Linked DNA regions of Zea mays: region 1 is linked to region 2. Evidence: chromatin contacts called from public Hi-C data. All regions are on one chromosome and are shown on one strand. Each heading gives the region's core, a stretch centred on a gene start, on an enhancer-like site or on the middle of the called end of the contact. The rest is flanking DNA. Distances are from core to core; before and after follow the strand shown.

Evidence for each region. Hi-C and Micro-C count contacts between places; a contact is called where the count stands out from the background.
Region 1: a contact with region 2 is called in a Hi-C map of leaf, with 8 times the contacts expected there. The contact joins the promoter of LOC100272327 here to the enhancer-like site in region 2. A contact is called at or near these places in 7 of 25 Hi-C or Micro-C datasets (ear, leaf and tassel) and 1 of 3 datasets of contacts at active chromatin or transcription factors (leaf).

What each region holds. Positions count from the first base shown.
Region 1 is chr4:125,727,013-125,733,598 of Zm-B73-REFERENCE-NAM-5.0, forward strand. LOC100272327 (CLP protease regulatory subunit CLPX3 mitochondrial) reads left to right here and starts at 3,986. Exons shown (of 15, transcript NM_001362666.1): 1 at 3,986-4,748; 2 at 6,059-6,120; 3 at 6,254-6,354; 4 at 6,500-6,579. The coding sequence starts at 4,014.
Region 2 is chr4:125,494,130-125,500,447 of Zm-B73-REFERENCE-NAM-5.0, forward strand. No RefSeq gene overlaps it. Among protein-coding and RNA genes, the nearest start is that of LOC100283532, 58 kb to the left of the region's middle. Within about 2 kb of position 1,467, at least 15 of the 20 cell types and tissues checked have an H3K27ac peak or open chromatin away from gene starts, as enhancers often do. A contact at or near this core is called in ear, leaf and tassel, where this site is marked.

The DNA of each region.
Region 1 (6,586 bases), core at 2,736-5,235, 240 kb after region 2:
CGATAGGGGGTTTCTGGGTATGCTAGGCTCCATCGATTGTATGCATTGGGAATGGAACAACTGTCCTACTGCATGGCGGAGACAGTTTTGTGGGCGCAATTCGAGGCCAACAATGATACTAGAGGCAGTCGCTGGGTATGACCTATGGATTTGGCATGCCTTTTTCGGAATGTCTGGTACTAACAATGATCTGAACGTGTCGCATCGCTCACCTGTGTTTGATCCGTTACGTAATGGGACCATGCCACCAGTGCACTTCACTATTAATGGTACCACGTACAGTTGTTCGAACACACCGGACCACATTACGCCGACACTAGGTTCACAACAAATGTTGTAACAATACTACTCTTCAGACATGATTGTTGATGAAAAACTCGATTAAACCTTTTCTCCTCGCGATGTAGACAGGTCTCACATCCTCTGGTAATACATCCATATCCATCGCTAGGAGTTCCTTCAGCTCTGCGTCCTTTCGGATTTTGTCTTCAATCATCATTTTCGTTTGCTGCATTTCTATTTCCTTGGATTGGACCTCCAACTTTTTCAGTCCAACTTCCTTCAAGAACTCAATATTCTGCTGTTTCTTATCTGATTTTTCTTCACTTTGCTTCAATCGTGCTATTTGAATGTCATGAATTCTTGATAGGTAGTCAGTAGACTGGGAGGAACTGGACATTGCCTTCTTCCTTGATGCTTTCGTGGAGTCCCGACCCAATGGCCTTTTACCTTTTATACCTGCTTCATCATTTTCCATATCATTAACAGAACCTGAAGGTGTACCACTACCAACAGGCTCCATCACCGCATTGCCTCTCCAGGGGCTTCCATGAACCATGGAATCCCATTTCGGTTCATTTTTCAGGCGCGTCCAGCAATGCATGAAATGAAAAGGTTTTTTGTGTGCGGTAGCATATATAGTTGCAGCTTTCAAAGTCTACAAATGAATTAAAATACATGTCAGATCATGAATAAATGTAAGTACACATGAAACCATATTCATACTTAAGTATTACAAAGGAAGTTATTTTACCTTGTCGTTGTCTGTTAGGCCACTCTGATTTTCCCTTAGGACTCTTGCGTAGAATCCAGCATATTTGCCTGTTTCAGCCCTTATTTTGTCCCATCTGCTGCTCAAAGCCCTATTTAGTCTCATTGGAAACTCCCCTCTAAGTTCGTTGTACATTTTCTCAATTCTAGCCCATAGACGCTCCTTCCTCTGCCCTGTGCTAATGAATGGGTCACTACTAATCTCTAGCCAAGTTTTGCAAAGCAAAAGGTCCTCATCAGGTTTGAAGTTCTATTCCTTTGTCCTCCTACCTGTCCCAGGTGTGTCCGAAGGTTTGGTAGGGCTGTTTACTTCCTGGACACTGTGCTCTGCTTCTGATTCCAAATTTATAGGGTCAGTCGTGTTTGTCACATGGGTATAAACCTGGGGAAATGGACTAGGTGGTACCATCTGGGCTTGACCCAATGATGTTTGTGGTGGAGGACCACCTGGATTCATCATAGCAAAATATGGGTTCCATGGATTGCGAAAGGGAAATGAAGATGTGTCATTAGGTCCCTGGGACCAGGTAGGATTGCTCATGTGGATTGTACTACCAGTAATTGTAGCAGGATGGGTTTGGTCTAATCCTTGGCCCTGCAAGAACTGAGGATCCCACATGGGTGGCGGGAAAATCTGGTTACCTGAACTGGGGCCAGCACCAGGAGGTCGAATCGGTGTGTTTCGGTTGTTCTCAACCATTCTGGGAATGAAATACATGAATCAATGAATTGGAACAACAGATAACACACTTTTACTAAAATATAGCAAGTTTCATGCATTCCAGAAAGGTTCATACAAAAGTAACATTAACAAACATCCCACATGTCCTACATCGGCAACCCATGCATCACAGACATCACACATAAGTTTTTATTTATTTAGATGCATTACTAGCACTAAGACTCTACTAGGTACCACATTTACAGGTTCCAAATGCTATACCTAGTGGACCTGTCGGAGTCGTACGAGTCATTGTCACTGGCCTCATACAATTCTGGTGAGGAGGGGGGAGGGGTGAAAGGATTTTGGGGCAGTGGGTTCACATGCTCCAATACTTTAATTTCTTCCTCCATCCTCTCCTTCTCTGGGTCTGACCTTGCTTTGCTCTCTAGTGCATCCTGCTCCATGAGGTCTACCTCCTTTCGAATTGCAAGGAGAGCATTGAGAAGGTAATGCTCGTCACCCAAATGCATGAAAGCCTCTTCTAGAAAGCTTCTAATATTGAATGCACCAGTTTCCACTGAGGATGCAAGATTGAGGACCAAGTTTTGTAGCAATTTGGCATCATGGCTGCTCATCTTGAATCCTATCCTCAGGCAGTTTCTCCTTGGCTAGACAAGGTGCATACATGAAAAAATTAGGCCCACTGTTGTTACTAATTAGTGAAATTTAAGTGGTCATGGCAGCTACCAAAATACAGGAAGTGTGGGTAACATGTATAAAATGTTGGGCCAAAATTGTTATTGTGGAAGAAGAATGCTAAACAAATGATACACATTTTATAAACACTTGAACCATGGGTAGGCAAATTTGTTGGTTACATATAGTAAACTAGAATTAGACTACAAACATGAAAGCATAGACATCATCCATGGAAACTAGACTTATGAAATTGATTAAAAACAATGAACTAAAGCGAAAAAGGAATTAGAACCTCAATTACTTGAAGTGGACGTCAAATAATCAACTAAAGTTTTGAAGCTGCATAATAAGTAAAGGTGTTCGTTAGTTGCATGCAATGGTTACTCTTGTAAGCAAACACTACCGCAAATTGTAGGTTGAGTTAGTGGAAATCATAGACAGCAACACTACGGACCAACATGGTAAAGGAAACTATGGATCCTTACAGTTATCGGAAATGAAAGCTAATTTTGGGATGAAATCAACCTACACAATGGTCGAATCGGAGATCCGAGAAAACCTAAACCCTAACTGTCAAAAAAGTTCAAGAACACCTAAACCCTAACTGTGAAAGGAGTTCAAGAACACCTAAACCCTAGTGTAAATCGAAGCTACGTATATTTGGGCAAGGGATTCAATTAGAGGTGGAGACATTGGCGAAGACACGAATCGTACCTTGGAGCTTGCAGATCGAATGAAGCAGATCGACTCAACGTAGATCTATGCCCGGATCGATGACTTCCCTTTGGACGAGAGCCCACAGATGACGTGCCGGCTGACAGAGAACAACGGCGGCAGCGTCTTCGCACGGATCTGTCGGCTCGTCGGTCGGCCAAGTTTGACGGCGGAGCCATGTCGAGGTCCCCACCGGTGGTCGCCGCCCGGAGCAGGAAAACGGAATCGCGGGAGAGGGCGGCTCGACGGGTACCTTTTCCGGCGGCGGAGACGACAGACTAGGTTCGCCTCCAACAGGCGCCTCGGAGTATTCCGCACCCGCGGTCGTGTGGGCGAAGGAAGCGGTGCAGGGGGATGAAAGCGGCGTAGAGTGCCCCTCCATGTAGCGTGAGAGAGAACGAATTGCGACGGGAGAGGAGGAGGACGCCGGTGTACGAGAGGGGAACTGTAGCCTAAGGTAGTGTTTGGATGGATGGATGAGGAAGGATGAAGAGGGATGGAGTGAGATTATTCTAACTTGACTCATGTTTGGTTTGAAGGTCCAGAGTCAGGATCAAGGAATATTCTTCAAAAATAGTGGATGGAGTCATCCCTCAAAAAAAAGGGACGGAGTCAACCCAGATTGATCACATTCCATCTTTCGTTGACACCAAACCAAACACATCATAAATTGTGGGAGAGCTGCGGCATCCGTTGAAGAGAGTCTTATCCGATCCCGACATTTCAGTGACCGCCGTCACGTATCTCCTCCCATCGACGCCACGGAAAAATTCGCCAGCAAAAATCCCACGCAGAGAACACCCTCGCTCTCTCTCTCTCTCTCCCCTTTCTGCCTCTAGACTCTCCCCAGTCCAAATCAATCCGCACCCACCAGGCCACCACCACCATGTCCGGCCTCCTCCGGTGGCGTCGCCTAGTCAGCGCCGCTACGCGCGCCGCCTCCACCCTCACCGCAGCCGAGTGCTGCCCGGCCGCCGCGACGGCCGCTGGCGCGGTCGCCCCGTCGCCGCCCCCACACCGGCGCCTCCAGGAGCGGCGCAAGTGGGAATCCTCCTCTTCGGGCTCCGGGGGCAGCTCCTCCTCCACCGATGAGCCCGAGCCGCGCCGTATCCGCGCGGAGGCCCACTGCCCGCGCTGCTCCAAGCACATGGACATCCTCTTCTCCCACCGGGGCCCTCCGGCCGCGGCCGCCGGCGCCGGCTACCAGGCACTCAACCTTTGCCCCAACTGCCGCAGCGCCTACTTCTTCCTCCCCCACGTCCTCACGCCGCTCCAGGGCACCTTCGTCGAGATCGGCCGCGTCCGGGCCGACCTCCTCGACCACCCCGCTGCCAGGGCCAGGGACCCCATCTTCTGGGAGGCTATTAGGGCCAGTTCCTCGTCGCGCGACGACGGGGAAGGCGGCGGCGTCGCCGTGCACGTCCCGCCCGGCCCGCCGTTCCACCCCAACCTCAACGTGGTCCGCGTTGCTGGCAGCGGTGGCGGGGGAGGTGGCGCTGGCGACGAGGGTGCGGGGAAGGAGGGCTGGGGTGGTTCCAATCTCGGCAGGGATTTGCCCACGCCCAAGGAGATTTGTAAGGGGCTCGACAAGTATGTGATTGGGCAGGACAGAGCCAAGAAGGTGAAATAAATACTTTCATGTTGGTAGCTTTTCATGGTTAGAGTTGGCATCCTGATGCGGCCAGCTCATGCAAAATGTGCTAAAACCTTTGATGACTTCAATTCTTCACTGGAGGGACTTTTACAGCATTTCTTTAGAAAACTAGGTCTCCCCGTCTCACTTCTTCACTTGATTGAGGGAATTTAACACAGCTGGGTTTGATTGTTTGCTGTTTCAACAAAATGTGAGTTTTCTCCAACTCAATTCTTGTTTAGAGTTGGGATTACAGATTATTTAAAGGTGAGTGGATATAATTGCAATGGAAAATGTTTTCTAAATTAGAGAAAAAGAAATAAGAATATATATATATATATATAATGCTGATTTTGTTGAAATGGTTATTTGGGAACGGACCGTGCTATAAAGTTTGTAATAGAATCAAAGGAATGCGCTTTCCACTGCGGTTTCACTTTGTTAGTCCATTCAGCTCTGCAGGGCCGGGCCAGCAGAATCTAAGGCCCTGTACAAAATTCTGGAATATCAATCTATAAAGTAGAACTATACAAATATAGGCTATAATAATATGATAAAAAGGTTATATTAAGAGTTGTGTCTAACTGTCTATTCAATTTTGTATTGTATAATTTTACTTGGATAGTATTATTTTGTTAGTGTTATTCTTTAAAATGAAATCTTGAACGACATTCATGTTAAAATGGAGATGTAGTCGTGATCAAAGACAAAGACACCATACAGACAGCTGATTTGACTCATGAGAAGAAGATTTTCTTAGAGATTAGTTGATTTATTAGCCTAATGTGCTAGAAGTGGAGGCCCTTGGAACTCGGGGGCCCCCTGTTTCCTTGAACAGGCTGCACACCCACTAGGCTCGGGCCTGCAGCTCTGACTGCTGTGATATGGTTTCTATTGCTCGTTCTGTTTATTGTAAAAATGTGAGCCCCTTAACACTGTGAAACAATGATGAATAATCTGATTTTCTGTCCTGTCTGAATTTTCATCTGATCTAGATCCTATGTAGAGGAGTTTTCTACTTTAGTGTGCATTGGCTTATGTTCTGTCTGTGTTTTGTGCCTGATCTTTGCCTCTTTGACTTAAGTGCGTGACTGTTTTTTTTTCTTTTATATCTCTAATACAATGACACACAACTCACCTGTGTGTTCAAGTTAAAGAATAAGTTTCTTCGTACCTTTTAATTGGGATATATTAGCCACAAATTGTGAAAGTTTCTCCGTAGATATTTTTTTGTTCTAGTTCTCATGATAATCTATTCTGCTTTGTCTGAATACTGATGTATCCTTGTAAACTTGCAGGTGCTATCTGTTGCAGTTTACAACCACTATAAACGGATATACCATCAAACTTTACAAAAGGGGTCAGTTTCACTTTGCTATGTCAATTTGTCTTTTCTGTAAATAATGAATGATATTCATTCCTGCACCCGTAGAAACTAGAATCATAAATATCTTTCAGTGACTAATTTTGCGGTATATAAGCTAAACAAGTAGGTCTGGAGCAGATTTGGGTGGTTTTAATGGGGAAGCTGATGATGACGACAACGTGGAACTAGAGAAAAGCAATGTGCTGTTAATGGGACCTACTGGCTCTGGTAAGACATCTGTAACCATTTAAAATTTTAAAGTTGGATTTATGTCAGCTCTGACTAGTGACTACTATTTTGGATTAACTAAAATGTCTGTAAAAAGAAAGGGCACTCAGCAATATTTTATTTTGACGGTTCATTTCTTTCACAGGTAAAACTTTACTTGCAAAGACATTAGCTCGTTTTGTGAATGTACCATTTGTAATTGCTGATGCAACAACATTGACCCAGGCAAGTA
Region 2 (6,318 bases), core at 217-2,716:
CCATAGTGTTTATTCCAAGTTCGTAGACCATAGGAAGGGGAACAAACTTCTTGTGTATGTGAGGTTTGGTGCTATACAACTAGAGAGTAAAATGCCCTCAAAGGTACCCTGTCAGACTGAGTAACACATTCAGTTTCAGCTAACTGAATTTGGTTTCAGTGAATTGAGGTCGACTTTGGGGCATTCTAACTTGTGATTCTTGTGTAATTAGCCCTAGAAGACTATAGTAAAGTTGAAGACCTATAGTTGGTGCACCAATTTTCTTAAGTAAGATAGGCCTGTTCTTATGGGAAGAGGGGAGGAACTTGGCTCAGTAGTGAACTGAAGAAGTTCAGAACAGTCCAAATCCCTGAAAATATCTCCATCCACTAACTACTCTAGGTGTTTCTGGTGTGGGCTAACTAAAAGAACTCGTTGCCTGGAAGGGGGGGGGGGGGGGGGTTCACTTGCTACAACTCCACCATGCCTGGGATAAACATGGAGATGTAAAAATCATCCCCTAGCTGACTCAGCTGCTTGGATGCCTCTTTGCTGTCCCACATGCAGAAAAAGGAGTTGGCCACATCTTTTGTCTTCCCTGTGCTTTCCCCATACGTGGTGCTCATGCAGAAGGATTGGGGGACGTATTAGTGTAGTTGGACTCTTGTTAAACTCTAGTAAAGACCCCAACAGCTCCAGCTCTCTAAACTATTTACCTTGGTGAGTTATGGCACCAAATTGAACACCCTGTGTTTCTATCGGTTTCCCGCCTCTCTCACCGTGCCATACCATTCCCATACACCTATGCTAAGCCCTTAAGCTTTTCCCAGTTCCTTGGTCTCACTGCATCAGCTTGAACACGAGTTTGCCTTGGAGGGGGTGACCATACAGGGTGACTGCCCACCTCCCCGTGGTCAGCCTTCCCTAGAAGGTAATATGTTCGAGTTGTTCGCGTTTCATAACCCATGTGGGATGGTGATGCTCACGGCATTGCCCTTTTGAATGCTACTGTGGTATCCCGTCCAGAACGCCATCGATTTTGTCTAGATTACCGCCGCAGACCACCTTTGCGTGGACTGACCAAACCATGCCCTTCCCGGGTAAACTCATGTGAGCAACGTGCACTAGATAGATCACTCGTGCTCACCATAATCTTGGATTGAATGCTACCATGTCCTAGAACTGGGTTCGGGCTCGCCGAAGCTCGGTATGCCGCCACCGCCAGGGATAGTCAGGCTATATGTCATCTTAGTCCGATTCACTGCGGGTTATGGGTGTGTCAGCCTCGAGGATCACGTCTGGGTGTTTATCTTCGTTGGAGGAGGCCGTCACCGGTGAGTTTGCACGGCGGTTGGCCGGCGCTCGTCGGGGTTAGATCGAGGACCGGAGTTTGTGAAGAAAGAAAAACAAAAGGGCCTCGGTGCACATGTCAGTGAGACACAACAATAGGGTTTTAGGCTCTTAATGAGTTGTTGGGTTCCACGAGGGTCTTGGTAGAAAAGGCGCAGCACGGGCACGGCCTCTAGGATGCGGGCCAGTTCCACGTGGGCGCGAATTGGGTGGGCAGGTTTCGGCCCGGGACTATTCACCGATTTCCTTTTTCTTTTTCCTGGGGAAGGGTAAAATCCACCAGAAAATTTATAAAAATGCAAAAATTGTGAAACCAATTTTATAGAGTCCATAAAAATATGTAGTTTCTGTTAAAAATAATGTTTTTTGATTTTTACAATTGAAAGAGAGTTTTAGCTAATTTAAAAGTGTCTCTAGAAAGCTTAAATGAATTACAGAAGTAAATCCTAAGCACAAAACATTATGAAAATCTGTGAAGAAATTAATTGCCACTATATTAGCTCCTGGTAAAAATTTGGACCTGTTTGGAGTTGATGTGTTTAGAAGACCACAAACTAGCTAAATGTGAATATTTAAACCCCTAAACCTTGCTACTAATATAGGTTTAGACAAAACTTAAGCCATAAAAAATGTTAAGCAACCAGGTTGACAAACTTTAGAATATTTAGTTCTCTGGTTTTCTGAAATAAGTTCAGTTTGGTCCCTTTGAGCAAATATTAAGTAACCTAGAAGTATGAGTTTAATTGTCATATGCTCATTCAAGAGTAATTAGGCTTTCCACCTCTCCTTTGTGAGATTTTGCATGGCATATCGTTACATAAGCATTCATATACTTGTGATTTACTTGTAGAACACCTAAAAGAAGAAGTTAAAGTGGAAGTGGAAGAGGAACCAGTTCTTCCAACTAAAGTTGTTCCCGAAGGTCCTCCAATAGGTTTTGCTGCCAACTACAATATTTTGGTAGAAGAGCCTGACTCTCCTCCTCATCAAGGCAAGCCCCAGTGCATTTAACAAATTCCTTGTGATTTTCAAAATTGTTATCACTTATATGATGCATTAGGTGATAGGAGTTGAATGATTAAACCTTTGTTGCATAACTTCCTTAAACTATTGATTATCATCCTTGATACCTGATTTAAAAAGCTAGACATGCTTAGTATGCTTATAGATTAAGAACAAAATGTTTTGATGTATGAATCATGTTTTTACAAAGAAAAGGGGCTTGGAGTGATGAAGGTATCAAAGGAATTGATGACTTCATCATTCAAGCATGGTACCTCTAATAGGTACAAGGTTATGAGAAATAATTTAAATTGAGATCAGACGTTGAGCAGGAATGGTCGCCTGTCTGTGTCGTTTAAGGACCCCAACGATTGTTGGCCTGCTGATCTAGGACCCTTTTACTGGCCATATGCCTCGTCATGTGTAAGCTTTGCCTCGGTCGGACCAATACCAGAACAGCTTGCACACACTGGGAGCAGAGAGGTGGCGGGAGTAACATGTACCCACCTAGCAAGTGGTTGGATGGTGGGGTACTGTGCTCTTGGGTCATGTGAACTCGTACTGGTCTTGAGAAAACCGCATGCGAGTTGACATATGAAAGGGTTAAGTGCTACATATGTCGTGTGGTTGGAGATCCCCAACTAGGTATTAATCGATTCTGATCACCATTACTTCTCGGATATGAAGACTAGATCTTCGACCCTCATCGTAGATAAGAAATAAAACAAGTTTGTGTTATATAAATGAAAGCTAGATTAGGCCAAGTGAATGAGCTAGAATAGGCCAATCTAGAGAAAGGTAATAACTTAACTTGAAAAGTAAAAGCTGGCCTAAGGATCAAATAATAGTAAGCTCTTATGCAAAACTTGAGTCATTGAACATTGATGACCTTTGCCTTCATTCCTAAATCAGTCAGCATATCCTTGAGAGTCTTTTCTTTAGTCGGGTCAGTCTTGCTGAGTAATTGCGTATTCAGGGTTTTATTCCCCATGTCGTTGTAGGAGAGGTTCTTGACACGTTTGAGTTCTATTAGGCTCACCATGGAGACCTTTTCTTATGTTTTGTTTATGTGTGTGCTTGTGGGAAGAAGGCATCTTCCCAAGTTATGTAATAAGTTAGCACTTTGACTCTACCACGGGCATGTAATAATAAACACTACTTGGTTTGGAAACTTAAAAGTTTGCTAATGTCTATTATCTTATTGTAAAGTCTTCCGCTCAAATTCCTATGTTTAAAGTTTATATTCATGTTTTCATGATGTATGGTTATTGTAATGTTCGCAATTACAGGTGAATGATCCTTGGAAATGAATAAGTTCATCGAAACTCGGCACCCCGAGTAAGTTATCTGATTCACTTACATATCCATCTGAGGCCTTAAAGGCAAACATGGGTGTATGTTGGCCCGATAATTTGGTTGGGTTGTGACAGCTGGTATCGGAGCATACGCCCTTTCTTGTGAACAATAGAATACTCTTTTGAACATATCTTCAAAATAATTTGAGTCCAAATGATTTTTGGAAAAATCTAAACTTGATTACATGCCTCGTAGTAACAGTGCAAATAGTACTATAGTAAGCTAAGGACTAATAGGTGGCTTAGCTTAAGGTACTAACCACTAACCCACAACTGGGAAGGGTAATACATACATGTGTAATGTTATTTTCGAGCCATTAAGTTTTGGATGGATCGACGACAAGGTAAGGTGAGCTGCGAAAGCGTGACCGAACAAATGTCGGTCTAGGGGAGTGCTTAAATGTGGCGCTTGACTATATACATATTTTCATATGTGTATATACGAAGGCTACGATATGGAGTATTTATTTTTCTGGGATTCAGTACCCCATGGACGTGTATGGGTACACATATATGGGAATACTGAGAAGTGTAATGTACTTGTAATGACGCACCTACGCTCAGGTAAGAAGGTGAGTTACCACAATGAGCTGTCCTGTGGTTAAAGTGTGGCAGCGACGCCTATGCGTGGCTCGACGCTTAATGAGGAGCTGACCTTCAAATGGAGATATATGGAGTATAAACTATGACCAAGTGTGTGATTTGCATCATGGGGAAATGGGATGTAATGAAATCTTCTGCAGGTACATTGACTAAACTCTAGGAAATTGCGACTAGTGAACTCCAGAGCGAGTAGGACTGCCACCACCATAACACGTAATAACCCTAAATGTTGGCAATAGTTGAGAGGCAAATAGGAAACGAAGCATGCATCATGACATTTACTTCTTTAATAAAATTTCTCCCTTAAATTAGATGGTTACTAGGATATATGTGGTTCCAAATTATTCTTACTAATCTTACAAATCCTTTGATCTCTTCTTTTATCTTTATTCCTTAAGAACCTAGAATGGATCCTCCCAAGCAGACGCACCGTATGCATACTAGACCATGAGGTGTGCCAAAGCGTCAGATGGCTTCCCATATGGTTGAGGCGGACAACAGTAGTCGTGCGCCTCCGTTGCAAGTGGAGCAGCTACAACAGCGCCTGGATGTGTCCTTCAATGAGCAGTGTCTCGATGCAGCCCATATTCTTGAGCTGCTAGCAGAGAAGAAACAACTTTAGAAGGAAGTAGCTGAGCAGAAGGAACGCCTGGTAGCAACGCTGCGGTCAGGGGAGGCGTCGTTTGCTCGTGAAAACCATTTGATGGGCCGTTTCCGGGACATGGTGCTAGTCTATAATGATCTTGAGGATTATGCCCATGAGCTGCATGAGCAAGTCCACCAGCTTTACTACCAGCTGCACCCCAACGCCGTGCCTGGAGCCGTAGAGGCAGAAGGTGGTGTGGTGTTAGCTGATGGGGGTGAGCCTGATGCTGACTTAGACATAGAAGCAACTCCTATGCTTGTGCTAGGTGGTGAGTCCCCAAGCGATAGTGATGTTTCTGAGGTAGCTACTGATACTGAGGGTTAGTGTGGCAGGTGTACTAATGTCGTGACCTCTGTTGTAGGCATAGGGTTGTAAGCTATGCCAATTTTGGTATTGTAATGAATAATGCCCCATGTACCAGTTCTATGTAATATATTTCGTGGTTATGGATGTATATTCATGAGCTTTGTTTTACTCCAGATGCCTATGTGTACTCGCAGTTCGAATGGGGCTGGAACATTGCGTGGTGATGCAGAAGCTAATCTCAATCCTCCTCCACCACCAGTTTCGCCTACGCTAGCAGACACCATTGCTGCCCTAGTAAATGCCACAACAGATAATGCTAGGATTCTGTGAGAACTTGCCCATCATCAAAACAATCAGGCTAGGGTTTGTATTCCCTAGAATCAGCAAAGGAACGCAACATATATGGAGTTTATGGAGACTCGCCCACTATTGTTTGCAAAAGCAGAAGAACCCCTTGAAGCAAATGAATGGCTATAGGTGATTAAGCAAAAATTTGGTCTTATCCAGTGCACCGAGGTGCATAAGTCCTTGTTTGCCGCACAACAACTCTGCGGGGCTGCCAGTACTTGGTGGTCTAATTTTGTCGCCATACAACATCCAGATCACCAAATTACATGGGATGAATTCAAAGAAGCTTTTCGAGCTCACCATATCCCTGATTGAATTCTGCAAATGAAACTTGAAGAAATTCTAAGGCTTAGGCAAGGGCAAACACTATGATTAAGTATATTTGGAAGTTCAATCACCTTTCTTAGTATGCTATAGAGCATGTCAACATTGATATGAAGAGAGATTGCTTTTATGAGAGGTCTCAATTCAAAGCTGCAAAAGAAGATGACCACTTGCTATGATCTTACCTTCAATAGGGCAGTAAGTGTGGCTGTTGCCGTGGAGGAGAAAGCATGCGTGCATCAGAATGTGAAACAGATATGGATGGCTTTGGGTTCAGGGTTTTCTCAAGGATCGGCGAAATGCCAGAAGGAGGTAATCAGGACTGCTAGTCCTGCAAATGCTTCTTATCGCCCACCTACCTATCCTATCAAAACTCCCATTTACATCTGCCCCACCAACATGCCA